Regions from separate parts of the Mus musculus genome. Here all the other regions are linked to region 1. A link is a contact called in public HiChIP or PLAC-seq and promoter capture Hi-C data. All regions are on one chromosome and are shown on one strand. Each heading gives the region's core, a stretch centred on a gene start, on an enhancer-like site or on the middle of the called end of the contact. The rest is flanking DNA. Distances are from core to core; before and after follow the strand shown.

Region 1 (5,629 bases), core at 1,540-4,039:
CGAGCCATCTCTCAGTCCTTGGATAAACCTTTGTAAAAAGAAACTGAGAAGCAAGGAAGTAGCTTGCTCTTTAGACTACATTTTTCAAATATCTCCTTTATATCTTTGCCATAGGCCAACTTCCTTCTGCTATATTTGGTTAAAAGAATGAAGGGTTTAGGGCCAAGAATGTTCCTTAAAATTGTCTACTTGAAGACTTTCAAAGGTGAGACTGCTAAAACCTAGAGGAGAAACTACCCAGGAAGGACAGTAAATCAACTTCAGGGCCAAAATTAGACTCAATGAACTCTGTTCGAGTACTCTACATCATAAAACACACTCAGTCAGACAGGTTAAAAAAAATCTTTACTATCTTTGGTGGGTTGAGGCTTTGTACCTGGATTCATGGTGTAGACAAAGGCTCTCTCATTTGGGCCCCACCTCCTCCCTGCTCTGGGGTACAAACTGGGTCTGTGGCTTTCAGAGTGTTGGTTTTTTTGTTTGTTTGTTTGTTTGTTTGTTTGTTTTAACAAGCTATGATAGGTACTTTTGGCCCAAACTCACAATGTCTAAAGGACAGAACTAACATAAGGAAGGCTCAGAGAGAACATTTGATGAGGCAGAAGCTTGCCAGAGCTCAGCACCCAGAGCTGAGCTGGTGCAAGCACAGAAGTAGGAGATGGCAGAGACTAAGTGTGCATCTTATAGCAGGACAAGGATGGCTCCTAGCTGTTTCATATCCTATCCTGCTATTAGAGTTGGGCTCTCTTTTAGGACAAACTGTGGGTTGCTTATTGAAACTCCTAGTTCCAAATGCTGCCTGCCTTCTCCCCACAGAAAGACACTGGCTTGATTTCTTTCTCTCTCTCTTTCTCTCTCTCTCTCTCTCTCTCTCTCTCTCTCTCTCTCTCTCTCTCTCACACACACACACACACACACACACACACACACACACCATCCTGGATACATGACAAGTGATTTTGAAATGCTCAAAGAAGCAGTATCTAATGAATGGTCTCCACATTAGTTAGTAGCTGAGGAGGGCCCAGCCTGAGGGGCAGCATCAGGTCCCCTCCCTGGACCTCACCCCAGGGCTGCCTTCATAAATCTGATCTCCAACTGTAACTGCTTTGGCTTGGTTCCCTGGGTGTAGATTTTCTTGATTCAAACTCATTCTGCAGCACGCCAAGTTCTTGGGAGAGTTTCTTCCACTTGCCAGGCGCTGACTGGGAGTTACAAAGTCAACTCTCTGGCTTTCCAGATTTTTTTTTTCTTCCCAACGGAAGAAATCAAGAAGCTGAGGGCAGAGAGGCTCTGCTCCCTCCAATCAGCACCGGCCTCTGGGTCGCCAGGCCTAAGTCAGGAGTAAGAAACTCCATGGCTGGACTTGCAGCTTCCAGCACAGTGACAGCCCCACGCTCCCCAGAGACCCGCAGGGTGAGGGGCACGTTCTCAGACGGGCTACTCCAGAGCCCGTGTAGCGCCCCCCACCCCGCCCGCTCCCCGCTTCAACTCACTGAATAAAGACAATACCAAAGTCCGGTCCACACCACCTTAGGCTAACTGCGCCCAGCACGCACAGGGCTTCGCTCACCTCACCGAAACTCCAGTGCCCAATGCACACCCAAAGCGGGGGCCAGGACTGAATGGGCAAAGCCTGGGTCGACAAGCCATGGGACACAGGACCAGGATCCCATGCGCGCGTGTCCACGCTGTCACCTTCACTGACACACGAAATCGTACCAATACAGGGACAGAAACAGCCTTTCCACCCGCCAAGCCTCCCCACACACTTAAGTCCACGTAGTTACCTCCGGAGCCATCCACACCACATAGGGAAACAGGAAGGCTCCCTCACACAAGGGTCCCCCAACCCCCGGTCCCTCTTGGTGACAATCAACTAGCTACACCCAAGAAGGAGGGCCGGAAAAGAGCCCACTCGTGGGGTGGCCAGGACCTGGAGGTGCAGAGCCCTCTGTGCCACCCGGCGGCGAGACAATGCCAGGGCGCACAGACTCCTGAGTGCTCGGGTCCATCCAGGCCAGCCCTCTCGGTGTTCCTGTCCCTCTAGAGGAGAAGGCAGCTGCCACCAACCGGGCAGCACACTCTCCGACCCATTTCAGCCGACTGCCAAGCCGGGAACCCCAGTTCAGCCTTAGCGATCGTCCTGCAAGTCCAAATATGCGGTCTGTCCTTTAGGTCTCGGATGACCGGATCTTCGAACAGTTCTTGGAAAACCATCCCAGCCCGCTGACCCTGCCCAGCCCTGTCTGGGGACCCTGAAGGGCCTCGGGGACCCTACCTGGCCCTGGGGACTCTGACCTCCAGGGATCCAACTTAGCCCTGGAGACCCCGTCCACCCCTGTATAGGGACCATGCCCTGTCCGGAGACGCTGCCCTGTCAGGAGTCCCTGGTCAGTCCTGTCTAACACCCTGAAGGGCCTCGATGACCCTACCCGGCCCTGGAGATCCTGCCCAGCCTTGTCTGGGGACCCTGCCCGGCCCAGGGCATCCAGCTTGGGGACCTTGCCCGAGGACATCGTGGGACACCTGGCCCCGCTACGGGTTCAAAGTCGCCGCCGCCTCACCTCAGGATTCAGTGGCTCGTGAGCACTGGACGGCCGAGAGGAGCGCAGCCCGCGGAGCGCCCGCTGCCTCAACAATGGAGCCCGGGGCGGGGCCCTGCGCAGCTCAGCGATCTCTCAGTCGGGACCTGGAGCCCAGACACCGCCGGTGCGAGCTGTGGCCGGAGGATTCTGCGCAGGCGCGACAGGCCCCGCCTGCCTCCATAGCCCCGCCCCCTGAACAGCAAGAACCCGCCCTCTAGCCAATGGTTAGGGAGTTGGGCGGAGGGGGCGGGGCCAGGAGGAACAAAGAGAGGCTGGGCGGGGCCGTGGGTCCGAGCCGGCACCCGGGACTCTGCGCTGATCTGATTTCGCTTCGGGCTCAGCGCCCACGTGGACTAAGCTCAGTGGTACTCGGTGCTCACCCCAAAGCTAGAATTGGTTCTAAAGGAAAACTGATGGTTCTTGCCATCCGAATTGCGATCCTCATAGCCTTGTCCGTCTTCTGGTCGAAGGGTGTTGGTATCATTAAGGGTGGAAAGAAAGAGAAAACTCCCTTTAGGTGCTGTGCCAAGCAGATCCATTTCGCTGTCCTACTTCAGGATCCAATTATTAATCTCATCCCTTTCCTGCTCAGAGCCTTGTTTTTGTTTTTTGTTTTTCCATTCCCCCACCAGGCATGACTCCTATCTACCTACTACCATTTCCATTTATCCATATCTCAATTATCTTTAAAATTCGCCCAAGCCTTAGAGGACTGTTCTGGAATGTATCTCTACAACATTCGTGGATTTCCCTCTATTTCACAACCTGTCCCTCTTCTCCAAGACTTCCCTTCTGCCTCTGACGAGAGCCTTTGTGATCATGGCTGGAGACAGCATGCTTCTCTTGGGATGGATACCCTCATCAGAAGCCCTATCCACATACATGATCACTGCAGGATCCAATCCAGTCAGCAGTGATCACCAGACCTCAGTTGGACTCCCCCCAAATTACAAATAGCTTACTTCCAGAGACAGGCCAGCCTGCCGCTCCTCAGTGAGTCCTGGAGTCCATGCAGAGCCTCAATCCTCCTGTCTGACTCCCCAAGCCAACAGATGATCTGCTTGCCCAGGCACTGGGGCCTCTTGGTACAGCCCCTTATTCGAGAAGAGCTATTCTTGGGAATGGGTTTGATTGGTGTGGTTAGTGTTAATTGTTAACTTGTTGTGAAGGATTACCTCATCGCTGAGCATGCATGTACAAAGTAGTTACCTAGATTTGGTTGAGGTGGGAAGACTAACACTGAAGGTGGGTAGCACTTGTCACTGGGCTCAAGTCCTGGTCTGTTTTAAAAGGAGCCATCTAGTTGAGTTCAGGTATTAATTGGCCTCAGCTTCTTGAAGGTGAGTGTGGTAGGACCAGCAGCCTTCAGCTCCTGACACTGTGACTTCCTTACAGTCAAGGACTGGACCACAGCTGGAGAGCCGTGGGCCAACAGAAACCGTTCTTTCCTAACTTGCTTTTGTCCAGGTATTATCAGGACAACAGAAAAGCGAGACATTCTGGGACACCGTCCTGCTGTACGAGCTGTGCTGGGACACAGAGGCAGGATGGTGGGCTGCTTTGCTCAAAAATGAGAGCAGCTGTGCTTGGGGAAGGCCAGAGAAGGAGACAAATAAAGGGAGCCAAGGAAGATGGGAGGGGAAGGCAGGTGGCGTGAGGATGGGAGAGATGGCTATTATGGCCCGGAACATTCTAAGAACAGAAATGTCTAAAGGCCAGTCACTCCAACCTGTGTTACCCTCTCATGCTGTCATCCTGAGTGTCCTCCAGTGGCCTCAGGCCCGTTTCATATGAGCAGACAGGGTCCAGGGAGGGTTGGGGGTAACTGGTTCTGGTTGGAGTTGAAAGGGGTTGGCCATAAAGGAGTCCTCCAGGGCATCATTCACTATTTTATCCGAAGCTCAAGCAATTCAGTCCAAGTTTTCAAATTGGCTTTTTCAAAGATGACAGACCCTGTTGGCATCTGCATAGATTTCTGGCCAGTTCACTCCACAGCAATAAAATGTGGATGTGGACAGTGCCCCAGGCTCCAAACATAATTGTAGATATTTTCTTCTAAAATGAATCATAACTCATGAAAAATACCTTTAGTTATTTATTTTTGAGCCGTCTGCAGACTCTGGGTCTGTGCTACACTGATGGGGGAGGACATTAATCTCTTTCCTGGCTCTGAGGTGAGGTCACCTCCTCCTTCATACTCAGGCTTCCTCCTTGAGAACCTGAGCAAGGGACCAGAAGACCTCTGAGGCTCGTCCGTCGCATGCGCCTCGGCTTCTCTGAGGACCAGGATTTCAGTTCGGCTCCCTCTCCTTCCTCTGCCTCTCACCCTTTCGGCCAAGGTTGACCTGCATCGGTGGGTGAGCTGAGCTTCTGGATAGACACACAAATGCAGGTGCTAACTGGTAGTTTGCTTGTGGCTGTTCCCCCCAACACCCACCCCAAACGATAGCCACACCACATGTATCAGTCCGTGTTTGGTGACTTGGACACTTGTAGGAAAGGTAGAGAGGAGGAGAGTGTCAGAAGCGGAGGGCAGGGCCTAGAGCTCCACAACCCCAGCTTGAGTCCCATGAACTCCCCCAAGCTGTAATGCTATTAGATCAGCTGCCTGATGTGTGTGCATGTGTGTGTGTGTGTGCATGTGCGTGTGTGCATGTGTGTGCATGTGCGTGTGTGCATGTGCATGTGCGTGTATGTGCATGTGTGTGCATTGTGTGCATGTGTGTGCATGTGTGTGCGTGCATGTGTGTGTGCATGTGCGTGTATGTGCATGTGTGTGCATTGTGTGCATGTGTGTGCATGTGTGTGCGTGCATGTGTGTGTGCATGTGCGTGTGTGCATGTGCGTGTATGTGCATGTGTGTGTGCATGTGTGTGCATTGTGTGCATGTGTGTGCATATGTGTGTGTGCATGTGTGTGCGTGCATGTGTGTGTGCATGTGCGTGTGTGCATGTGCGTGTATGTGCATGTGTGTGTGCATGTGTGAATGCGTGTGTGTATGTGTGTGCATGTTCATGTGTGTGCATGTTTGTGTGTGTGTA
Region 2 (5,629 bases), core at 1,321-3,820, 480 kb before region 1:
GAGCTGGCCACGCCCCCGGGGGTGGCCATATTGCCCAGAGAGATTGTGAGCAAACCCTACCACCTCTTCCTGCCTTCTTTCCTGTTACAGAGCCAGCGCTTCAGAGGAGTCGCTCCCAACCTTTGGCAGACACCTTCTGGTGACTTTTCAGCTTTGCACATGGAAGCCACCTTAGTTCCTGGAAAGGGGTGGGGGTGGGGTGCAGCATGGCCAGAGGCACAAGGACTCTAAAGTGGCATTCTATTCCTTGGTGTCTTCCCATTCTAGGCTTGTGATGATCAAGTGTAGCTGGGGTTGCCAGGTGGTGGTGGTGCGTACTTTTAATCCCAGCACTTGGGAGGCAGAGGCAGGCTGATTTCTGAATTCGAGGCCAGCCTGGTCTACAGAGGGACAGCCAGGGCTATACAGAGAAACCCTGTCTCAAAAAAATATTTGTAGGTGGGGTGGTGGGAAGGTGACCACTAGCCACTGGCTAATGAGTACTGCTTGCAATATAAATGATACAGCACAAAGCTGAAACACACCAGGAGACTGTGCTGGGCTGGTGTGGGCTTACACAACACTAGGAAGACAGAGCACAGTTGAAGTTGGAAAAGCTGGTGCGTCAAGGACAGTTTCATCCAGAAGAGAGCCAGCAGCTTCCTGGAAGGGGAGACTCATGAAGCCTTTCAGGATAAGTGATATTAAACCCCAACTTTCTGAGTCCTTTCTAAAAGTCTGGCAAGAGGTAGCCACGCAGACAGGGCCAATCCTGCCTCAGCAGAGGGCTTGGTCCCTTACTGAGTAGTGCTACCACAGACCTACAGACAATGACATAAAAACCCAGTCACCACTGTGTTACAAAAAAATCTAGATAGAGCTGGAGAGATGGCTCAGCGGTTAAGAGCACTGACTTCTCTTCCAGAGGTCCTGAGTTCAATTCCCAGCAACCACATGGTGGCTCACAACCATCTGGAATGAGATCTGATACCCTAGTCTGGTGTGTCTGAAGACAGCTACAGTGTACTCATACATAAAATAAGTTTAAAAAAATTCTTTAAAAAAAAAATCTAGATAACGACCTGGAGGCTCTTGAGCAGTTAGGATGGCTGGGGTGGGAGTGTTTCAGAGCCAGAGGCTGGGATGCGTGTGTCCCACTGGGGAGACGAAACACGGCTCCCTCTGAAGCAGACTGTGAAGCTCGTGCCCACATTGTGACTCGCACCTGAATTCTCTCTCATACTTTAATAGCCCAGAGCTGGCAGCTGGACTCTGCTGTCCAGCTGCAGATGTGTTGGGTAAACGAAATGTGGTATATCCATACAATAGACTATTATTTGGAACAAAGTACAAACATGTTGTAAAACGTGGCTGCACCCCGAGAGAGCCGAGTCACAGCAGGCCGCATATTGTTTGATTTCCTCCTTATGAAATGAGTACCGAGCGTGTGCGGGGGTGGGGGGTGAGGGGGTGGGGGTGGGGATAGAAGGAGACAGGAAGTAGACTGGTGGTTGCTTTAGCCTGAAGAAGGTGTGTGTGTGTGTGGGGGGGGGGTCTGTAACAGGCTGAGGCAGGGGAATGCTCCTAAGTCACTGTTGTGGGGGGATCGCAGCTGTCCCCAAGTTCTTGGGCTGTACCCGAGGTGAGAGGATTTCAGTGGTAAAGTCTCTATGAAGCGTCAGAAGAGAGGCAATGAGGTGAAGCCAAAGGGTGGTGGGGAGGGGCCACTTGCTGAGGGACATGGGCAAAGGAGAATGGGCAGAGAGCAGAGCTGGTGTGGCAACAACAGGCACAGTGGCAGGGCACCCCGGACTCCTGGGTCAGTGGGAGGGGCTACAGAGGAGCTGCAGTGGCGAAGATGATTCTTGTTCCCTCCCACCCCGCAGGCTGTCCACCCTGGGTTTCTGCTGCGGCTCTCTTTTATAAGATCTCTTCATGACTCTCTGCTACGTCTCTCTGTTTCTCTGCCATGGCTTTCTGCTGTGGCCCCTCTATCCCGGTTCTCTGCCTTGACCCACATGCCTTCATTCCCTCTTTGTGTGTCAGGAGCCTTCTAGGCCCCAGCCTTAGAAATCAGTAGGAGTCACCTCCATTTTCAGATACTTGTCTAGCTTCAAGGTAATGCACGTGCTGTTCCCTCTCCTGTGGAGTAATACCACAGAATTTGGGGCCTCACCTGAACACCACCATAGTGAGAAAGTGTATCAGAACCTCAAACAGCCTCCTCAGCTCAAGGCCCCTGAGATGACAGCATCCCTGACCTCTGTGTGACCGAGAGTCTGCCCCAAGCCTGACCCCGCAGCTTCCGAATGTCCTTCCAGCCCTCAGAACCAGAGCAGGATGTGGTGGGGACTTGCAACCATTCCCCAGGCGCCAGCTAGAACAGCCCTGTTCGCTCAAGGGTTAAGTCTCGTTGAGGGTTGCCTGGTGTGGAAATTTATGAAGGGGATTTATTACTAACAGGTGGAGGACGCAGGCATTTCTGGAGACCCAGAGACAGCCTGCTAGATGCCTTGCAGATAACGAAATGCAGGGGCCCCTTCCCCTGAGACCCACTAATCCAGAGGCCATCTGTCCCCACGAGTCATGGCTCTGGTTAAGACGCAGAGAGACTGAGGGTTGCAGGGTGGAGCTGCCATGGGCCACAGCACACAGGGAGGGCAAGAGACTGGCCCCAAGTTCAGGCTTCCTCTCTGGGCCATGGTTTGGAGGATTTCCAGGAACTTCTGGGTGGGGCTCGCTTTTGTTTCATCCCCCCTTGCACTCCAGCTGGTCCTGTCACTGTGTTGCAGAGGTCTAGCTGAGTGTGTGTGTGTGTGTGTGTGTGTGTGTGTGTGATTCATGGGTTGAGGTGAAGGGTGTCACTTCACTTCGTACGCGCCCCACACTTGCTTAGGCGTAGAAATTGAGCATTCCTGTTTAGCACCTGGAGGCAACCAGACCTTAGCTGTACGTTTGGCCCTTCACACTAGACAAGAGCAACCTCAATCCTGAATCCACCCCCTTTTCCATTGAAGATGTCCCCAAGGCCTGGCGCTTATATGCTCCTTGGCTGTGCACCCCACTGTGTGATGGAGGTGAGTGTGTCAAGTTTTTTTCCTCAGATTCTCTAGAAAAGTGACCTCTACCCTACATGGTGAGAAGGCAGGAGGTGAAAGATGGGTCAGTTAGGGTGGTGGCAGGGGTCCTTGGGATTTTCTACATAGTCATGGAGGAGGACCCTGGGACCTCTCGCTGCAGGGAGACTGTAGGGCTGGGGAACAAGCCTCATATGTCCTCTCCTTCCTCGATGTCACCTCTCTGTGTTCATAGACTGAGGCTGAATTCTGAGATAAAGCTGACACAGGCTAAGCTCCTCCCAAGGCCTCTCTTCTTGGTTTCCAGGTAGCATCTTCTCCCTGGGTCCTCACAGCATCATCCCTGTGTGGCTCTGTGCCTAAACTCTTATGAAGATGCCGGTCACTGGACGTTGGCATACCTAGTGACCTGTACTCAAGATCTCTGTAAAGGCTCGGGTTAGTTCTGGAGTCCTGGAGTTAGCTTCAGCCTTTGAATATGGGGGAGAAAGCTGAGTCTTTCTCAACAGTTTCTTCTTGTTGTCTTAGTTACTTTCCTATTGCTGTGAAGAGACACTGTCACCAAGGCAACTTAGGAAGCATTTAACTGGGGGCTTGCTTACAGTTTCAGAGGTAGAATCCATGACTGTCATGGTGGTAAGCGTAGCTGCAGGGAGGCAGGCAGGGATGCAGGCATGGTATTAGAGCAGTAGCTGAGAGTTTACATGTTATTCACAAGATGAAGGCATATATATATATATATATATATATATATATAGAGAGAGAGAGAGAGAGAGAGAGAGAGAGAGAAACTGGACCTATCATGGGCTTTTGAAACCTCAAAGCCCACCCTAGTGATCCATCTCCCTCAGAAGGCCACACTTTCTAATACTTCCCAAAACAGTTCTACCGACTATCATTTGACCTATTATTCAAAGATATGAGCCTATGTGGGCTAATCTCATTCAAACCACCACACCTCTGTGTGGGCTGGGGCTGGGAGCTGAGGTGGGATTGAAGCCTCAGACTTCCCTTATCCCTACCACACGTTGACTCTGTGCCCATCCGTCCCTCCCCATGCCAAACTTCTCAGCAAGCGGCTGGGTGGAGATTCTGCCCACACACGTTGGCAGGAAGGGGGTCACAGGGAAAGCAGAAATAATGGCCTTGAGCCAGTTCTAGTAAGAACCTGTTATACATCAGGGGCAGGAAGTTCTGTCTGTGGTCAGGGCTTTGGGCTAGCTACACTTTAGCTATACTATTTCTGTGATGGCTACATATTCACTAGGCTGGGGCCAAGGGACTCTGTCTATATAACCCAGACCTATCATCCAGCCCCAAAGGCCCGTGGATACCTCTCACAGGGGCCAGCACCCCTGCAGCTAGCTGGATATGCACCTGCCACTCAGTCAGGGTCCAACACCTGCGTCTGTGGCACAGAATGCGCTGGGCCAGTTCCTGAAGGGTCTGGGTGTGAGGCTCACTCTATCTCACACATTTTTCAGCCTCTGAGGTCCTTGGGCTCTGTGTCTTCTTTGGTTGTGTCCTTTGTGTCCTCCCTGGGCCATAGGTCAGGTCTGCCTGTGGGAATTTCCCTTCTGCTCTCTGTGCTCAGGGGACTGGGAGCCTCTTCTCCATGGGTGGCCCCATTTTCCCCTACTTCTTCCCCCCAGGATGTAGCAACATATGGCTACTCCCACTGATAGGAATCCCTCACCTGGGAAGTTCAAAGTGCCAACCTCTCCTTACCCCCATGGGGAAGGACTCTTCTTCCCCTGTCTTGGGACTGGGAACATTTCCAGAAGGAACTTCCCTGTGTGAGAAGATTGTCTTCCAGCTCAGAAAGCCCTGCTGAAGGGGACTGGTCCTCCAGGTGTTGGAGGCTGTGATGTTCCTCTTGGGATCCTAGGATCCTCCTGGCCTCCAGGCTGGATCTCTTCTTACTCTAAGGGGAGAGAGGATGGCTGTTCAGGCACATGGTCTATGAGTGACTGACAAGGTTGGCTGTGGTGTGGTGAGGAATGCTGTCTCGGGGTCACATCTGTATCCCTGAAGTGGGAACAGTGTCACTATGCTCCTAGATGAGGGAAACAGCCCCCAGCATCTCAGTCAGGGTCTCCAGTGAAATGAGACTACTGGCAGAGAGAAGGGTATCAAGATTGATACATTAATTGAAACATTACGTCTATGGATATTTTGCCTGCATGTATACCATGTGAGTGCATTGCCTGTGGAGGTCTGAGAGAATTGGAGTCACAGAGGTTGAGAGCCACCACACAGATACTGGGAATCAAATCCAGGTCCTCTGGAAGAGCACCCAGTGCTCTTAACTGCTGAGCCATCGTTCTAGCTCCAACCTCCATGTTTTTATATTTGTGCATAGAATGCTTTCATGAGTAGTGTCATCTTTGGGCAGAAGGTTCTGGGGTGTACAGCAAGGCCCCAGAGGTCCTCCTTTATATTTCAGTTCTGGGGATGGAACTCAGGGCTTCACACATGCGAGGCTAGAGCTTTAGCAACTGACCCATTTACCCAGCCCCTGTATTAGTTTCTCTATGGCCAGGTTCACAGGGCCTATGGACCTGTGATGTCAC
Region 3 (5,629 bases), core at 977-3,476, 450 kb before region 1:
AAATGTGCCGTTTCACTGGCAAAGGAATCTTCCCAAAGCCACAGTTCCCTTGAAGCCACTGTCAAGGAGGTGAGGACCAAAATAGTTCCCTTTCGCTTTAGCTAGGCGCCTACCAGATGTAACATGAGCACAGGGGCCCCCTGACTGGGAGGATGGCAGGGAAGGAGAGGGTCTGTTTCTGAGTTTTAGCCCTAAGTCCCTAGAGAAGGAAGCTCAAGGACTCAGCAGTCTCCCTTCTAGACATAGGGGTGTACCAAAGGGGTAGTGGTAACTTCTGTGCTATCTGGCATCTATCCATCCATGCAGACCATCCATCCATCCATCCATCCATCCATCCATACATACATCCATCCATCCATACATACATACATACATAACCTATCTATGCATTCATCTATCTGTGCATCCACCCATGCATCCATTCATGCATCTATGCATGCATCCACCCATGTATTCATCCATCCATCTATGCATCCATGCATGCATGCATCCATATATCCATGTATCCATCTATCCACCATCCATCCACTCATCCATCCATGCATCCATCCATCCATCCAACCATCCATTCATCCATGCATTCATCTATGTATCATGCATGCATCCATCCATGTATCCATCCATGCATCCACCCATCCATGCTTGTATCCATCTGTGCATCCATACATCCATCCCTGCTAGATGGTTGGCTCATCCATAGAGAAGTGAAGGACAGCCCTTTCTGAAGGGTTGGGACATTTCCTTGACTCTAATTGGTATCTTACAGATATATTTCCATCCAGCACTGCCTCCTGCACTGCTTTTGGGGGCATTGCTTCTCTGCTCTGTGCACATCCACCACTTTGCTATCCTCTCAGACAAAAGTCAGAGAGTCTTAAAGCTCTAAGGATTGGGTTCCTGTATCCTTTGATCTCATTTTCTTTCCTCTTTCTCTCCTACCCTCATCAACCTCTACTCTTCATAAGCCAATGGGGCACCATCTGGCCTTGGCCTGGTCACTTGCTGTTTCTTGGGCCTGGAAATATCCTTTCTTAAACAGTCCCAATGACTTCCCTCCTTATCTCCTTCATGTCTATGATGCTACTTCCTCAAGGATGTTCTCTAGCAACTCTCCAGTGTTGATACCCAGGCCTCTTCTCATACATATTCCTGGTAGTGTTTGCTCAAGACAGTTATTCCCAGTGGGACACCAGGTGCCTAATCCAGCCCCTGTCCATGGCTCTTCTCAAGAGTTCATGCCTTGAAGGGCAGGGCCCTACTGGCCTCGTTTGCTGTGGTCTCCCCTGGATTGGGCTCAGGCTTTGACAAGTGATAGGAGCTGAAGAGATAACAATTGCACAAGTGAGTGTGGCCTTGGGTCTTGGTTGGAAGTGACCTGGGTGGGAGGAGCTAAGAAAGGACAGTGTGCAGAGATGGGGATGGGGATATGAGTTGTGGGACCAGGGAGTGGTGGACCCTAGCTAGGCCAAGGTTGCAGCATAAGCCTAGGGGTGGGGGTAGGCTCTGGGTGTTTGATCCTGGTCTAGCCTGGCCAGGAAGCCATAGGGAGGTCTCTGGTGTTCTTTCAACTTATAAACTTATATTTTAATTAATTAATTAATTAGTTAATGTTTGTGTATGTAGGTCATAGAGAGTCTCTTCTACTTTGGGGCTTCTAGGCATGGAACTCAGGTCATTGGGCTTGGTGACAAGTGATTTCACTGAAGCCACCTCACTGGCCTGGTCTCTGGGCTTTTAAGACTCGCAGAATGTGTTCATTAACATGTGTCAGTGTGTGTATGAACACACGTGCACAGGCTGGGGGAGCTGGAGGCCTTTGAGGATCATGGAAGTAATTCTAGGTAACTTTGGATGGGCCCTGTTGTCCTAGGTAACTTGCTTAGGTCCTTCATCCTGGTCACTGAAGTCTATCTAGAAAGCCTCTGCCCTCATTACCAGCTATAGTGACAAGTGTGTCACAGCTAGGCGAGGACAGAGGCCAGCAATAAAAGAGGTATAGTCTTGCCTTGCCTCCTTTGACTTCCAAAGACTGGATTTCATCTGCACTGAAACCCTCAGATGTACCTTGAAACCACCATTATGCGATTGCCATTGAGAACTGGCACTGATTAAAAGGCATATTCTCGCTTTCTGAGATGATAAAACAGGAAATAACACAGGTCCAAGAATCAATTGTCTATGAGAATAATGGGCTGCACAGACACCGCCTGGCATGCGGCTTCTTTGTAAACGTGCTGTTTGTAGTTTACATTCTGCAGAGCCTGGAGGACCTCGGCTCGTGCGTGCAGAGGCCACCACAGAGGCCAGACCTCTGTGTTTGTGGAGAGAGCTGGCCCTGAGATGGAGCTTGGGACTTCCAGCTGATAGACGCTCCAAGAAGTCATGCCATCTGGGGCCCCCAGCCTGGGATAATGGCAATCAGATCCTGTGTTTCAGGCATAAGCTGAACTCCCGCAGAGGTGGGAAGGAATGTACCCTCAAGTAGAAGCCTGCAAAAGTTTCCAGAGTATTCCAGAGTGCTTCCGCTCCAGTTTCCACCGTGGCCAGGGCTTTCCAAGACCCTTTTCTCTAATCATTTCTACTCACCCCGCGGGCTGGAATTTCCCACCAGTGAGCCCTGATCTAATGCAGCAGGGTTGGGGTTCAGTGTGTGGAGAGCCACAGATGGAGCCAGGAGTGTCAGGCCTCCTTCCCAGGATTGAGGTGATCTGTACCCCTAATTGCTGTCTCAACGGGCTGCTAGGAGGTGTATTTTCAGGGTGTGGAGGGGGCTTTGTGTTTTAAATCACATCTGGCTGCCAGCTTTTGATGAGATTCCCAGCATCCCTTATGAATATTTAGGAGGATGCAAAGCAGATGTAAATGTGAAATGGGGGAGGACTCTCAATGAACAGTTGAGGGAGGTGGGAGGGGAGCACCGCATAGGAGGCTTCTTTTCTCCACTCAGCCTGTCTTCAGCCTCAGGACCCTCACAAAATAGTCCTGTCTGAGTTTCTATGGTGGTCTTGTTTCCCAGAGCAGACCCCAGGATGAGTCACGGATTTGTCTGACTGCAGGAGTGAGGTAGATGGTCAGCTAGCCCAGTGTACAGTCTCCAGCCAGCAGGCAGCTGGAGTTCAGGTCCTGTAGTGACTCAGGGAGATAATGGGGACCCATCACTGGTGATGTTTTACCTGAAGAGTGAGGTTGCTTACCCATCTATCTCCCTCAGCATTGCTGTTGGAGGACGGCTTCTCCTCTGGCACATGGGTCCTGCCCAAGAGGGCTGAGTCTGGGAATGGGAGAGGAGAGACTCAGACATGGAGACTCAAGGCCAATATGTGGAGTGAGTCTCCATACAGAGCCAGAAGCTTCCAGAAAGGAGAGGGCATAACTGGGATCTAGGCCTCAGATTCAAACAATCTCTTTGAACCCTGGGATCAGAGAACCAGGCATGCTGGCTGCTGCTGGCTCTATCCAAAAAGATGTATTTCCATGTGGATGGCTACCTCTGGAAATAGGTGGCGAGGGAAGCTGGGTGTTTCTTGAGTGTCACACACATGAGTTCATGTAGATGTCGCTCCACTAGAGAAAGGAAGATGTGAGGTTGGGGGTGGATCCAACATGGTACCTGGGATGTTGCTGCAGTACAGGACAGGGCAGGAGTGCTAGGAGCCAGGGAGGATGAGGAAGGACGATGGTAACCTTGGTTGAGGCAGCTATAAGGGTCTCTGTCGAGAGTTCAAGACTATGTGGCCTTCTGATGGGAGAGCAATAGTGTGAGGTTGCAGAGAACATTTGCGCACACATTGGCAGATGTGAGGGGACAAGAGGAATCCAAAGTATATGAAATCACACCAATGACAAAGAGGGGTGTGTGGGTATCTTTTATCTGAAAATGTCTAAACTACGCAGGGGTCAAGCTGGCAAGGAAGGAGCTGTTGGGCAAGGGGCAGGGGCACAGAGATGGGATCTCGTGCTGCAGGTGAGCCTTCCTGTCCCAGGGGCCTCGTGAGAACCTACTGCTCTTGTCATCCCAGCATGAGTGAAGAACACACAAGGGGACACTAACAATGAATGCCCCCACCCTGTTTCCCAGGTTGCCTCTGAACTAATGATAGTCTTGCCTCCACATTCCTATCTCTGACATGACAGGCCTGTGCTTGACTCTTTGTAGCAAGTGTTAACTTTTAACATGGGCCAAGAGGACCCGCATGTTCTGTCCAGTTGTGATTTTTGCTCATGGTGCATCTGTGCCTAGGGAAAGTACTAAAGAGCAGAGGCTGTCCTGGGTGGGAAGGAGATGGCCGAGTGTTGCCTTAGGACCTAGGCTCCATCCCTGGCATCAGCCACTGCTACGTGATAATATATCTTCTTTGTCAAAGTAGTCAGAGTCTGGGAGCCCCGGCATGAGGTCAGAATTATGTGGTTCCCTGTTTACCACCTCCCACAGCCCCAACCTTCCTCTGGAAGTGCTACCCACAGTCTGACAAGGTTGCCCCCCGTATCTATGAGTTGATGGCCTGAGACTGAGCAAAGGGGTGTTCTTTATGAATGTCACATGGGATGTTCTTTATGAATTCCACATTCTGGTGACATGCTTATTAGAATGGGTCCCAGTGAGTGGGGTCTATGTACACGGAGAAGGGGGCGTTTTGTTCTCCAACAAAGCTTCCCTCCCCTTTTCCTCTTCATGAGCCAGGGTGCCCATGGCAGAGATATGTGCCAAGTTGGGTAGCAAAGCCATGGCCCCAGGATTCTCAGAAGCCAACAATTGAGATGATGTTGCAGTTGGGGTAGACCATTCTCCCAGGAAGCTTCTCCTTCATACTAGCTAATCCCAGCTTCTGGGTCACTCAGGATATTCTGCCTGGGCCAGGCAGGGTCCTGGTGGCAATTTATCAAAGGGCTTAAGGCTGAGGATTTGAAGTTACTCAGAGTGAAACTGACTCCTTCCTTTGAAAACTATGCCACTGGCAGGGCCCTTGCCTTCTGAACTCCACACATCCTTCTGCCCACAGCGCTCAGGAGTGGGCCTCCATTCCCCAGATGCTCAGAAAGATGAGACACAAGAGTGTTCTGAGCACTTGTCTTGGGAGTGAGCTTATTACAGTAATGAAGGTCACTGAGGGGATGGGGTTGGGGCATCTGACTGAGCCGAGATCTGGCCAGTGCCCTCCACACGTCTGCTCTGGGTAGAGCAGAGAGCGCTTGGTATCACACACATACTTTCAGACTAGAAGTGACTCTTCCTTGTTTCCCCTTTGACCTGGATTTCCTTAACTCAACCCTGTTCCCTCTTGTGAACTGTCATCCTCTCCTGCCTTCCTGGGACACTGTCTCTGCTGTCTAAAGACTTATTTTTTAAGCCAGGTCTTACTCTGTAACACAGGCTGGCCTCAAACTACAACAATCCTCCTGTCTCCTGCCCTCCTAACTGCTGGGATTGCAGGGGTGCACCACCACACTGGGCTCCCTGATATCCGCAAATGCAGACCCGTTTCGTTAAATTCTCATTTTTGAGGCACGCCTTCCCAAAATGAATGATGCAATATTCTGGGGACAAGGAGACAGGTTCATCATGACCAAGTAGGTTCTAGAGTCTTGCTTTCAAGAGTCTGTTTCTTTATCTAGAAGAGGGAAGAGGACC
Region 4 (5,629 bases), core at 2,336-4,835, 420 kb before region 1:
CAAGTGGACAACGCAAATCTTGACTTCTTGTTTCTCTCTTTGACCTCATGTTCTCATCCGTGTCAGAAGGAGATGGTTACAAACCAAGTGGCATTGGGGCTGGAGAGATGGCTCGGGCTCAGAGTGTTTGATGGCCTTGCTTGATAACTTGAGTTTAAATGCCCGGCACACATGCTTTTAAAATGCCAGGTATGACCGTGTAGAAAGCTATAACCACATTGTTATGGTGCTGTGGAGACAGGAGGATTGCTGTGGCTTGCTGGCTGCCAGCTGACAAAAGGCAAACCTTCTCTGACCTCTGCAAATGCACTCATGGATGAATGCACCTGTGAGCACGTGTGGACCCATACCATGCACATAGAGACACTCATATCATAGACACATGGGCACCCTATGCATGTACATATGCATAGCTGAGAAGTACCCAGGAAATCCTCCAGTCCTCCTGTGACAGGGATGGTTGGGTCATAGTGGGTGTGTGGGGAGAGAGATCTTTCCTGGTTCCCTCCTTCTTGCTGTCCCTCTGTGTCTCTTTCCTGATTTTCCTCAGGCATCTTAGCATCCCTCCTGGACGCTACAGGGAGGCTGCAGGTAGAGAACCTTCCTCCCTCTCAGCCCAGCCATATTGCAGGGTGCCTGTGGAGCCAGTAGTCAGAGACTAGACACTCTTTGGGTTCTGGACATAACACAGGCCTCATTCCTGGCCTGGGGAATGAGAATGGAGCACATCCTACGTGTTCAGCAGACAATGGTTCCCTCTGATCGACTCTTCTTCCTCAGACAGGTGTGCCTCCTGCTGAGAGGAGAGGGTGAGGCCTGCAGGAAAGCCTGGCAGGAGGCACAAACCAGGCAAGTTCCTGGAGGCTGTCAGTGGCCTTTCCCAAGCAGAGGTCAGCAGGTCAGGGTCTTGGGAAGGACTGTAGCTGCAGATGTCAGTGTACGTCTGAGCTGGGGTGTGACTCAGTGGATGCATGATGCTTGCACTCCCAGCACCACACATACAAAAGCCAGAATGCCGTTCACTGGACCCTTTTGTCCTCAACCTGAAGTCAAATAGCACTTGTGATGGCGTCAGTACACAGTCAAAAGAATGACACATGGTGGCCAGTGTCTTGAGGAACTGTGAGAGAGGCATTAGGCCTTTTTTTGTTCCCTAGATTGCTCTTGGATGATATTTTGTACCTCCCGTGACAAATATTTGTATTCAGTTTGTCAGACATTTTTATTCTTGTTGGCCATCAGAACACAGCTATAGAAACCAATCTGGTGAAAGGATTTGCTGTCCTCGAATCTGGATACGGCCTTCTTCCTGGCTTTCATGTTTTCCCTGATAGAATCTACAGTACGTGCCAGGCAGTTGTGTTTAAACTGGTCTGTCTTGCGAAAGTTCCGGGAAAGGGCTGCTCTGTTAATGGATAGTATGTGCTTACTGGCTTTTGTGTTTGATCATGGTTTTCTGTACTCAACCCTCCTCGGATCGTTGCTTGCTTTGTTACATCTGTGTATAAAAGCATGCTGAAAACCAAATAAAGTTGTCGGCAGCATTAGATGCAGTCTGCCCCATTGTCTAAGGTCCTCAAATCCCAGGTCTCGAAGACAGGTCTGCACAGGTTGGTAGAAAGTCTACATTGGTGCAGCTGAGCTAGTCTGCTTGGGGAAAGACATGGAGGCTTTGTTAGACCTGATTCCGACCAATGGGAACCTGGTGGGTGCACGTGCCTGGCTTACTGTGACCCTGCCTGTCAACTTCGGTATCAGGCTGACCAAGATAATGAAGTGACCTTCTTTTTCATACTTTTATTTTATTTTTATTCAGAACAGAGTCTTGCCTTTGTAGCTCAGGCTGGCCCAGAATCCTCCATCCTCCTGCCTTAGCCTCCCGAGCGTTGGGATGGCAGGTGTGCGTCATCACACCCAGCTTCTTGTCTCGTTTCTACCTTGTTTCCTTCAGAGCTTTCTTATACTAGACCATGTCCTGTCAGGACTGGTACTTGGCCAGTTCTGAAACTGGATATGGATTAGTGCCCCATGAAGCTCTGCTACCTGTGGGGTGTGTCGCCTTCGTCTTTTCCCTGCAGGCACAGTGGGTAGTGGGCAGGGGTAGGACATATTTGTCACCTCTAACAGCCATCATCTTGGGTTGGATCAGGGTAGACGATATATGCACTCATGGTCTACAAAGATGGGTAGAGTGACCCCAGTGTTTTGAGGTTGACAACCCTCAGAACAGGCTCAGGTACCTGGGAGGTTGACAGGAAACATCATCAGAAACACTGGAGTCTCTGAATTCACAAAGGGCGTCCACCATGGGGCTGGAGTGTACCGTGTACTCTCTCCCAGGGCTATCTCCCTGAGTGACATCTGTAGAGCTTCTAGCAAACCACCATAAGGTGCCATCCCTGGGGGTGGGAGGACTATGGGTTCAGGAAACATGGCAGGAGAAACTGAAGGACTTCTGAGACAGGCTGTACCTAGGGTTCAAGCTTTTGGTATGGGACAGCTGGATCTGTGCTGATAGGATCTGTATTCCAATGTGTGAATCTGAAAAGGCCCTACTTGGTTCTTCTGTTTCTTGGGCTTTCTCTGTGTTGTGGGGGAAAATGAGGCTGATGAGGACTAAGCACTCTCCAGGTCTGGGTAAGATGCAGGAGCTGGACTGCTCTGAAGATGACATCAGTCACACAGCCCCCGCATTCCCTTCCCCTCCCCCTCTCCAGAGCCTTTCAGAGACAGACAAAGGCAGTGCTGTGCTTGGAAAGGCCGGCTCACGGTCCCGAGGGTGCATTCCGGAAGACCCGATGCTTGACCCTCCTCTCTCACTTCCGAGCAGTCTGGAAGTTCCTTCCATAACAAATTCATCCAGAAAAGGAGAGGCAGCCTGTAGCTGTGCTGAGTTTCCGGGGGCGTGGCTCTCATGCCATCCCCTGTGGGCCCGTGCTTAGGTGTGTTTCACTGGGAGACTGAGGCCCGGGGCTGAAGGGCCTGCCCTGGCCATGAGGGACCAGGGCTCATGCCCTTGCCTTCCGAGCTTTGCAGGCAGGATTCCTCGCTGGACTTGGCTCTCTAGCATCTCCTGGCATTTCCCATCTGAGGGGAGCAGCTGAGGGTGGGTGCTGACAACTGTTCTGCAAATGGCCGGGGAGGACAGCTTGATGGGGCAGCTGTGTAGCTGAGAGCAGAAGTGTGTTTGTGTGTGCCTGTCAGCCTGACTGTGTGTGAGGGAATGTGTGAGCCCGCTGGTGTGAGGCTATGTGACTGTGTGAGTGTGTGTGTCAGCACGGACATATGAGAGTGTGTGTGTGAGCATGCATGTGTGTTCAAGGGAGTATATGTATGTCTGTCACTGTGGATGAGAACATGTGTGTATGTACATGGCCCGTGTGTGTGTGTGTGTGTGTGTGTTATGAATGGGATGAATGGGGGTAACTTCTATGTTGTCTTTGCTTGGAAACTCTTTCCCTTCCTGGGGTACCTCTGCATGCTGTTGATGCAACCAGGGCCTGGGGCCTGGTTTTTTCAGGACCGTGGCCTCCCCAGACCCTTTCATCTGTGTTCTCAAGGTTTTCCTTGGCTCTGACCCAGGCTGAGTTCCTGCCAGCTTCCCTGATGTGTCTGTACCCCGCGAGAAAAGGCCAGTGCGTACAGACCTCATGGTGTGGGATCCCTCCTGGGCCTTCTCCTCAGAGCTCCTGCTCCTGTCTCCTTAGCAGCCCAGGGCTTCCATATCAAACCGAGACCTGTGCTGGTACCAGTGCCTGAAGACTGGGTGATGTTTGGCAGCACCATGGTCTCCTTTGCTCTCTCTCTCTCTTTTGCGTGTGAGTGTGGAAGCAGCCCCAGAGAGGTGAAGTGATTTAGCCAGGTTACCACGCACTGGGAGACATGTGGGTGGGTGATGGCAGTGGAATATTGGACTCCTAGCTTTGGTCTTGTTTCTTAACAACACAGAACTTGGCATCTGAATGGTTTGGGGGCACCTGCTAACCACACAGGAGCTGTGATCCTCCCTATAGCAGACTATGTCTTTATAGGAGCCTGGTATATCCTGGTAGGAAGCTAATACAGACGTGGGTGGCAGACCTAGCTTCCCATGGATCTCAGGACAGTTGAGGCAAGGGCTCCTTGTCCAGTGCTTTGATTGAGAGTGTGGCCAGCCTTGCCACAGGCCTGTAGCTCCAGCCTGTGGCTGAGGTCCCTCCAGGCATTGAGAAGGGAGCTGAAACCCTCAGTGGCTACACTTGCCTCCTTTCCCTGGCTGCAGGAAAGGGGATTTGCCCTCTCTGTATTCTGGGACTGGCAGAGGTAGCCCAAATCTCCCATGCTGGCCTGGTTCATCTTGGTCTATCTGGGCAGTAGGTCAACATGGCAGGGAGGTTACTGTTTTTTTGTTTGTTTGTTTGTTTGTTTGTTTGTTTTAAGAGCCAATGACCACAAGCAAGAGAGAAAACTTCTACAGAGCAAGGCAGGCCTTGGTCCTGCCAAACACAACCTTCACCCTGTCTCTCCTAGTCACTGGCACCAGGTAGCATCCATCACCTGAGGGTTTACAGCTGTTCTGACTTACAGAAGATCATGGCACCAGGAAACAAAGGGGGTGGGGTGGATTCAACTCCCAAGCCCATGGTTTTCCACTTTAAAAGGAACTTAGAGTTGGGGAGCAGAAGACGGAACCTCAGACGAAGAGATGCTGCCTTGGGCTGAGGATGCATGTTCCTCCTGTCTATACAGCCATGGCTTTAGCAGTGGACTGCTGGTCTGCACAGTGGGAGAAGACTTGGGGAGTGGATCACATAATGGAGAACATGGCTAGCATGCATGAGGCCTTGGGATCCACACCCCTTCCTGCACAGAGATTGGCATTAAATTACTACACATGGAGAAGCAGACTTTATAGGTATTTTATAAGTTGACTTTTGCAAAGACACTACTGTAAGCCTGGCTTGGGAATCACTGTCCTGTACTAATAACCCCTGCCCTGAAACCCCATGCCTGCTTAGCTTATTGTGCAGCTCCTTCAGGTCATGCCCCAAGGCAGAGCTGGAGCTCAGCCGGAAGCTTTTCCAGAGCCTCGACCTTGCATCTGGGTTAGGCAGTTCTAGTCTTGAGAGGTATTAAGCTGCAAAAAGATTTCTATCAAGAAATCTTGGCCAGTCACCCCAGAGAAAGATGGGAACTGCTTCTTGCTGTGAGCAGAGTGTGGCTCTTTAGTTTTGGGGTCACACTCCCATTTTCCAGGGTAGCGTACTGGCCTTAAGCAGTTTTGAAAAAGCATTTTGTTGTGGTTGTTGTTTGAGGTACTGGGAAATACAACAGGTCACACCTGCTCACAGCATACAGGGGGCTGATTGTTGGCTTAAGCACATGCCTTGTAGCTGTCACTGTGAGAGAGCATATATGACACCCCACAACCCCTCTTGTCCTGTCACCCAGCCCCTCGACCTCGGCCTCCCCAGGAATCCTGTTCTCGTTGGCTTCACCTTGTCGGATTACGCCACCAAGATTCACTCTGCTGACATTCATGCATATTACCTTGTAGACCCATAAACCTGTGTTCCCTTCATTTCTCCATTTGGAAAACTGTGTTCTCCCGCTCGCTTGTAGCAGGCACTTGCATGATTTCCAGGCCTGA
Region 5 (5,629 bases), core at 1,781-4,280, 310 kb before region 1:
GCCTTATGTAGCTGGTGATGTCTCTTTGGAAATGTCAGGTCAAGAGAGCCGTGGCATATCACTTACAACTGTGATCAAGTGTCCCTCTGGCTCACTGTCAGAACAGAGGAGGGTCTACTCAAGGTTCCTGGGGAGATGAGTGGGCCTCAGATGGTGACTGGTGACCTCAGCCAAGCCAAGCAAGTCTCATCCCCATCTAGGCAATGGCGAGCTCTGACAGGACCTCACGCGCACATGCCTCAGATGTTTGAACATCTACTGTGAGCAGGTCTTGTGTTGGACTTGAGGCCTATGCAAAGACATCCATCCAGGGGCTGTGAGGGGCTCATTAGGCACTGAAGACTGTGAATGAAAAGCAAGCAGTGGGCACCTGAGATAGGCAAGCCTTCCCACTGGAGGAGCACCCATGGGAGGCTGCGAGGAAGGGATTGTGAAGCCCCAGGGACCATGCTCTTCTGTTAGAATAACAACAGCAAACGTCGTTTGGAGAAAGCATCTAGTTTATATAAACTTGTTTGATCAGGCTCCCCAGAGACCCTATCGATCCCCAAGATAGGTTTTGCTGGTCCTGGTAGGTCACTGGGTGCTAGTCTCTAAGTGAAAGAACTTGAGGACATCTCTTAAAACTGTCTTAACATCCCTATGAGGCAGGCACGATCCTCCCAGTCTACAGATTAGAAAACTGAGGCTCAGCAGACGACTAGGGTGGACCTCTTGCTACTGCCATTCCACACCCCTCAGGGCTTTCCCCAGGACTCACCCAGCAGGGTTTTTTTTTTCTTTTTGATTTTAAGTACACCCCAGATTGCTTAGCACCAGGGCGGCTCAAGTCTGGGTGAGTAGACAAACTCCTCTTGGTGGGACAGGATATGGGCAAGAGTCATATAAAGTCCAAGTGTCCCTTTTGGGTGGTAGCCAATGACTCAGGACCCTTCCTCAGAAAAGTCCAGAGTCACTCATGTCCCAGCTGCACCACTGGGAGCCAGCTGGAGAGATCCTAGCCTGAGAATACCCAATTTCCACCCCAGAGCCATTATACTGACTAGTGACAGTCCCCTCCACCTACCTACCCTTACCTACTTGCTCTCACCCTGTAAGGGAGGCCGCTGACGGGTTTCTCCAGGCCATCAGCATCACAGCATGACAGGAGAGGGTGGCTTACTGGGGCAAGGGGGGAAGAAGACTCCCCATTTGTAGCAGGAGTAGAGGGGGCAGATAGGACAGAGACAGAAAGACGACACTGCCCAACTTTAGGGAATCATGGTTTTGAAGGTCAGCTCCACTCTGCCCTACCTGCACAGAGCCTCAGTTTTTTATCTATGACATGGGGGTGACACCCACTTCATAGGGTCCCCTTGGGAGGCAGAAGCCTACGGGTGGGCAGACTTTGGGTTCTGGTGGCCACGGTCATGGCTGCTCGTTGATTTTGGAGACGGGCTTTTTCCACACGAGGCGCTGGCAGTGTTCCAGGGCATTACACATTTCAGCGGCCTCTGGGCTCTTGCACCAGAAGCTGGGGCCCATGACGCACTGATCTGTGCCTAGAAGTGGAGTCTTAGGGCCGTGGCAGGCCCCCATCTTCTTGCATAGGTCCGTGGGGTTCATCATGAACTTGAGGCTCTCTATGAGCACAGGTTCATACTCGGCCACAAAACGGTTGCACTGCATCACATAAGGCAACGGCAGGATCCGGCAGCCACCTTTGAAGGCATTCAGAATGTCCCGCTTGGTGCTCTTGTGGTCCAGATTCTGGGAAGACATGCCCAGCAGCCTTTTGCACCCTTGGCAGAAGCTGCCCTGGTTTTCCTCATCCACCGGCAGGGATGGTGTGGTTGCCACAGCCCTGGAGATGGACCTGGCCCGCCTTTTGCTGCCACACAGCTTGATGGTCTCACATACTTTCTCTGGGGTGACTTTGGACATGAGCTGCACCAATTCAGGGCTGTAGGTGTCTACCAGGGTGATGCACTGTTGGACTAGAGGCTCGGGCACTACGGTGCACACTCGCTCCAGTGTGTGGCTGATGAGAGCTTCTGTGCTGTTGGTCACAAGCCACTTGTCCAGCTCCTGGACCAAGTTCAAGCACACGTCGCACGTCAGGCCCAACTGCATCTGCAACTCATTCGTCCTCGGCATCTCCATCTCCAGAGAGGGGACTCCATCCACAGCGGCCACTCGAGTCAGCCAGTGGGCAGACTCTCTCTCACAGAAGCCCCCCTTCCTGCAGACCTCCTGTGGGGGGAGACCCTGCAATGTTTGCTTAGCAGGGACAAACTGCCGGTGGATGTAGTTCTCGCAGAGGGCAGCCAGGCCAGGCCCCATGGACTGACACTGATTCTGGACAGTTACCTCTGCCAAGGTCAAATTAGACTCTAGAGCATCCTGGAGCAAGGAGATCAGCTGGACACAATCATGACACACAGCACCTTCAGGCATCTGTGATGGGTGGAAGCTCAACGCCCCGTTGGATAAGAATGGGGCCATCACCTCATTTGCATCCTCCTGGGTCAGCGGTCTCTCCGAGGTAGTCTCAGCTAGGTGCCTCTGTAATGGTTCACAGAGGGTGAGCGCAGTGCACACAGAAGCCAGGTCAGTCTCCTGAGCGCCACTGAGCATGCTCAGGACAGCTGCGCTGTGGTTGTTCACCATCCACTTGCACTTAGCTGAAGACTCCTGGCTTGGAAGCCACTCACAGGTCTTCATTACTGATGTCAAAATATCCGACTCTGTAGCACCTGGGTTCACCCCATTGCCAGCAGCCGCGGCCACATCCTGGCACACACTGCAGGGCAGGGACTTGACTGTGGGCTTGTTCCAGACAGCACTCTGGCAGTGCCTCACGGCCCGACACTTTGCAGCTGCCTGCAGGTCCTGACACCATACCTCCGAACCCTTGGCACACTCACGGGGAACTGAGATGGGGCTGGCCCTGGCAGCCCCCAGGAGGCCAGACCAGAGAATCAGAGCGCACAGCATAGTGCCCATGGTTCCACTGGCTGCTCCCTCTGCTTGGCTCTCGCTATAAAACTAGCTCTCCTGTCTAGCCTGCTCAGCAAGGTACCTGCCCGCTGCTCCTCCCCAACCTGAGTCAGAGCCCCACCTGCCTGGGTGCTGGCCCGTCCTCTCTGGCTTCTGCCTCTTGGCCATTCTACCTCCCTCTCTCTCCCTGAATAATCCCTATTTTCAAAGTCTAGCTTCTTTGGGAATGAAGCTTCTATTCTGTGTCACACCAGGCCCAGAAGAACCAAATTCCTAGAGTGGCTTATTTCTAACTGGGCCTCATGGCCACATGCCCGCCACAGGCTCTGGTCCTAAGGCCCCACTGTCCAGGGACTGACTGGACTACTGATCCCACAATGCCTGGGTGAAGGCTGCTGGCATGCAGAGCCTTATTCTGGAGACTTCTATGGGAGGCCATGTGTGGGCTGGTCCCTAGCAGATGCGCATGATGTTTGCTGAGGCTCACAGATACAAAGGGGTTTTCTGTTTCACGGTTAGGTCATCTGTTGGCTTCTGTAGTTTTGGAAATAAGCGTTAAGCAAGAGCATTGGCATCAGGCAAATGCACAGCTGGCCACGGCCTCATCCTGTTGATTCTGTGGAGGACCCTGAAGCCAGACTCACCTGTTCTGATTGACAGGCAGCTCCCAGCTTCCACGGGAGTGGGCAGATCAGGGACCCTGGGAACTCTATGAAAATCCTGCATGCCTTAGTGGTGTGAGTCCCACACATGGGTATCTGTGGCTCAGACGTTGGGGTTCTGGGTGCCTAAGGAATCCACTTCCCAGTTATGTGGGAAGGTATCCCAGCTGCCTTTGCAACAGCTTCACAAAGAATGCAGATGGTGCCTCCTGTTGCCCTCCCAAGAGGACGGGCTACAGAGAGAATATGGAATGAGGTTCGCTGAGCCCTTTAGATGACTGACTGCTAAGGTCTCTGCTTCCTTTGGGCCAGTGGAGGAAGCAGGCTTGGTGAAGTAGAGAGGTTGGGTTCTCTTAGCTGCAGGGCCACCAGGGCCAGCTTGTCAAGCTGTACAGAGGTGGAACTAAAACAAAGTGCTTTTATCTAGACCTGCCTGGGCAGGCCCGGGCTGACTCACCCCAGCACCTTACCCAGTTGCTGTTTATGGAACACCCACTCACTATTCACTTTGTTTTTGGGGCGCAGGCATTTTTTCAACCCTACAATCAACTCCGTTTGCCTGCCATTTGTGTGATCTTCCATTTGACTCAGTTTTGACCACTCCCCAGAGTCCATCCAGACCCCACAGTTAGGGCTTCAGACTATGCACTGGCTCAAACCTCTCCACCTACCTCTCTATCAGGGTTCCCATGGCCCTCTCTAAGCTCAGTTGCTATTAGGAAGTCTTACAGAACCCAGGAAGGCTCCATACCAGTATATCCCTTAGGACTCAACTTAGGGGAAGGTGCCAGCAAGAAGAGATAGGCAGAACATGGGACCTTTGAGCCTACAGCCAAGAATTGACAAATCTCATTGAAGAATTTCATCTAGAGCGCTTGCCCTTTCCCCAGAGTCATGGCTGAGGGATGGCTGAAAGTCCCAGGATTTTAGGCTCGCTGGTGGGAAGCACTACCCACAGGCTGTCAAGGACATCAGCCCAAATCATCTAATGAGTTTAGTAAGTGCAGGCTCAGGAACTCAGGACTTAGAGCCTCTGTTGTATTTTGATATAGTTTTTAACTTAGAAGACAGTGGCAGAAATAGTTCAGAGAATGACTTACTTTCCCAGGTATACTGATAATATTTATTTACTCTCGATATACCTATTTTCTTGTTATCCATCCAACCATCCACCTACCCATCCATCTGTCTGTCTACCTATCCACTCATCTATCCTGTCCATCCATCCTTCTGTCCATCTATTTATTCATCTACCCAGTTATCTGTCTGTTCATCTGATACACACACACACACACACACACACACACACACACACACATCCCTGTCTGTCCACTCATAATCTATCCATCCAATTATCTGTCTATCCATTCACTTGTCCGACCATCCAACCATCTATCTATCCATCCATCCATATATCCAATTTTCTATCTGCCCATTTATCTACTTGTTTATTCATATATTCATCCAGCCACCTGCCAATTTTCCATCCATCCATCCAATTATGTATATGTATGTCCATCCAGTTATCCATCCATTCACCGTCTGTCTATCTATCTGCCTATCCAATTTTCTGTGTGTTCTTGTACCCACTTGTCCATCTTGTCATCTGTCCATCCATCCATCCTTCCATCCACCCATCCTTCCATCCATCTATCTATCCCATCTATCATATGTCTACTATGTATATGTCTATCCATATGCGTAAATATTTGCATTTAGTGTGTCACAACTGCTGTGGGTGGCTGTGGGCGAAGCCATTGTGTTCCTTTGCCCATTTCTTCCGTGTACCGTTCCTAAGAATGAGGACATTCTCTCCCATGGCCACAGTGTATTTATCAAAACCTAGAGCTGCAGTGTTGACACAGCACTGTTGTCACACAGCACTGCTGTCACACAGCACTGTTGTCCACGCTGTCCCAGTGTCAGAGGTGCTATGTCCTAGCACCTTATCTCCCAGGCCCACATTGCCTTGCTCACGTCTGCCGGTA

The links. Promoter capture Hi-C pulls out the DNA fragments that hold promoters and counts their contacts. HiChIP or PLAC-seq counts read pairs in DNA pulled down with a chosen protein or histone mark. Capture Hi-C pulls out chosen DNA fragments and counts their contacts.
Region 2: a contact with region 1 is called in a FOXA1 HiChIP or PLAC-seq map of pancreatic cancer cells. The contact joins the enhancer-like site here to the promoter of Afap1 in region 1. A contact is called at or near these places in 2 of 39 promoter capture datasets (hippocampal neurons and pre-B cells), 2 of 484 Hi-C or Micro-C datasets (the HL-1 cell line and muscle stem cells) and 8 of 115 datasets of contacts at active chromatin or transcription factors (cardiomyocytes, embryonic fibroblasts, embryonic stem cells and 5 more).
Region 3: a contact with region 1 is called in a promoter capture Hi-C map of hippocampal neurons, with 3 times the contacts expected there. The contact joins the enhancer-like site here to the promoter of Afap1 in region 1. A contact is called at or near these places in 1 of 39 promoter capture datasets (hippocampal neurons), 3 of 484 Hi-C or Micro-C datasets (nephron progenitors, neural progenitor cells and trophoblast stem cells), 3 of 115 datasets of contacts at active chromatin or transcription factors (embryonic hindbrain, large pre-B cells and neural tube) and 1 of 9 other capture datasets (adipose tissue).
Region 4: a promoter capture Hi-C map of hippocampal neurons shows a contact between it and region 1, with 4 times the contacts expected there. The contact joins the enhancer-like site here to the promoter of Afap1 in region 1. A contact is called at or near these places in 3 of 39 promoter capture datasets (cranial neural crest, hippocampal neurons and pre-B cells), 2 of 484 Hi-C or Micro-C datasets (nephron progenitors and neural progenitor cells), 2 of 115 datasets of contacts at active chromatin or transcription factors (bone marrow-derived macrophages and large pre-B cells) and 1 of 9 other capture datasets (adipose tissue).
Region 5: a contact with region 1 is called in a promoter capture Hi-C map of pancreatic islet. The contact joins the promoter of Psapl1 here to the promoter of Afap1 in region 1. A contact is called at or near these places in 1 of 39 promoter capture datasets (hippocampal neurons) and 2 of 9 other capture datasets (embryonic stem cells and pancreatic islet).

What each region holds. Positions count from the first base shown.
Region 1 is chr5:35,890,479-35,896,107 of GRCm38.p6, reverse strand. It overlaps Afap1 (actin filament associated protein 1), which reads right to left and starts at 2,789. Exons shown (of 17, transcript NM_027373.2): 1 at 2,568-2,789.
Region 2 is chr5:36,370,447-36,376,075 of GRCm38.p6, reverse strand. All of the region lies in intron 1 of Sorcs2 (sortilin-related VPS10 domain containing receptor 2), which reads left to right. Among named protein-coding and RNA genes, the nearest start is that of Sorcs2, 25 kb to the left of the region's middle. Within about 2 kb of position 2,570, at least 116 of the 459 cell types and tissues checked have an H3K27ac peak or open chromatin away from gene starts, as enhancers often do. A contact at or near this core is called in embryonic stem cells, memory CD8 T cells, muscle stem cells and 2 more, where this site is marked.
Region 3 is chr5:36,336,713-36,342,341 of GRCm38.p6, reverse strand. The region is part of intron 1 of Sorcs2 (sortilin-related VPS10 domain containing receptor 2); the gene reads left to right. Among named protein-coding and RNA genes, the nearest start is that of Mir7689, 38 kb to the right of the region's middle. Within about 2 kb of position 2,226, at least 12 of the 459 cell types and tissues checked have an H3K27ac peak or open chromatin away from gene starts, as enhancers often do.
Region 4 is chr5:36,311,062-36,316,690 of GRCm38.p6, reverse strand. All of the region lies in intron 1 of Sorcs2 (sortilin-related VPS10 domain containing receptor 2), which reads left to right. Among named protein-coding and RNA genes, the nearest start is that of Mir7689, 12 kb to the right of the region's middle. Within about 2 kb of position 3,585, at least 107 of the 459 cell types and tissues checked have an H3K27ac peak or open chromatin away from gene starts, as enhancers often do. A contact at or near this core is called in hippocampal neurons and neural progenitor cells, where this site is marked.
Region 5 is chr5:36,201,422-36,207,050 of GRCm38.p6, reverse strand. Psapl1 (prosaposin-like 1) reads right to left here and starts at 3,030. Exons shown (of 1, transcript NM_175249.3): 1 at 483-3,030. The coding sequence starts at 2,985. The coding sequence ends at 1,408. The region is part of intron 2 of Sorcs2 (sortilin-related VPS10 domain containing receptor 2); the gene reads left to right.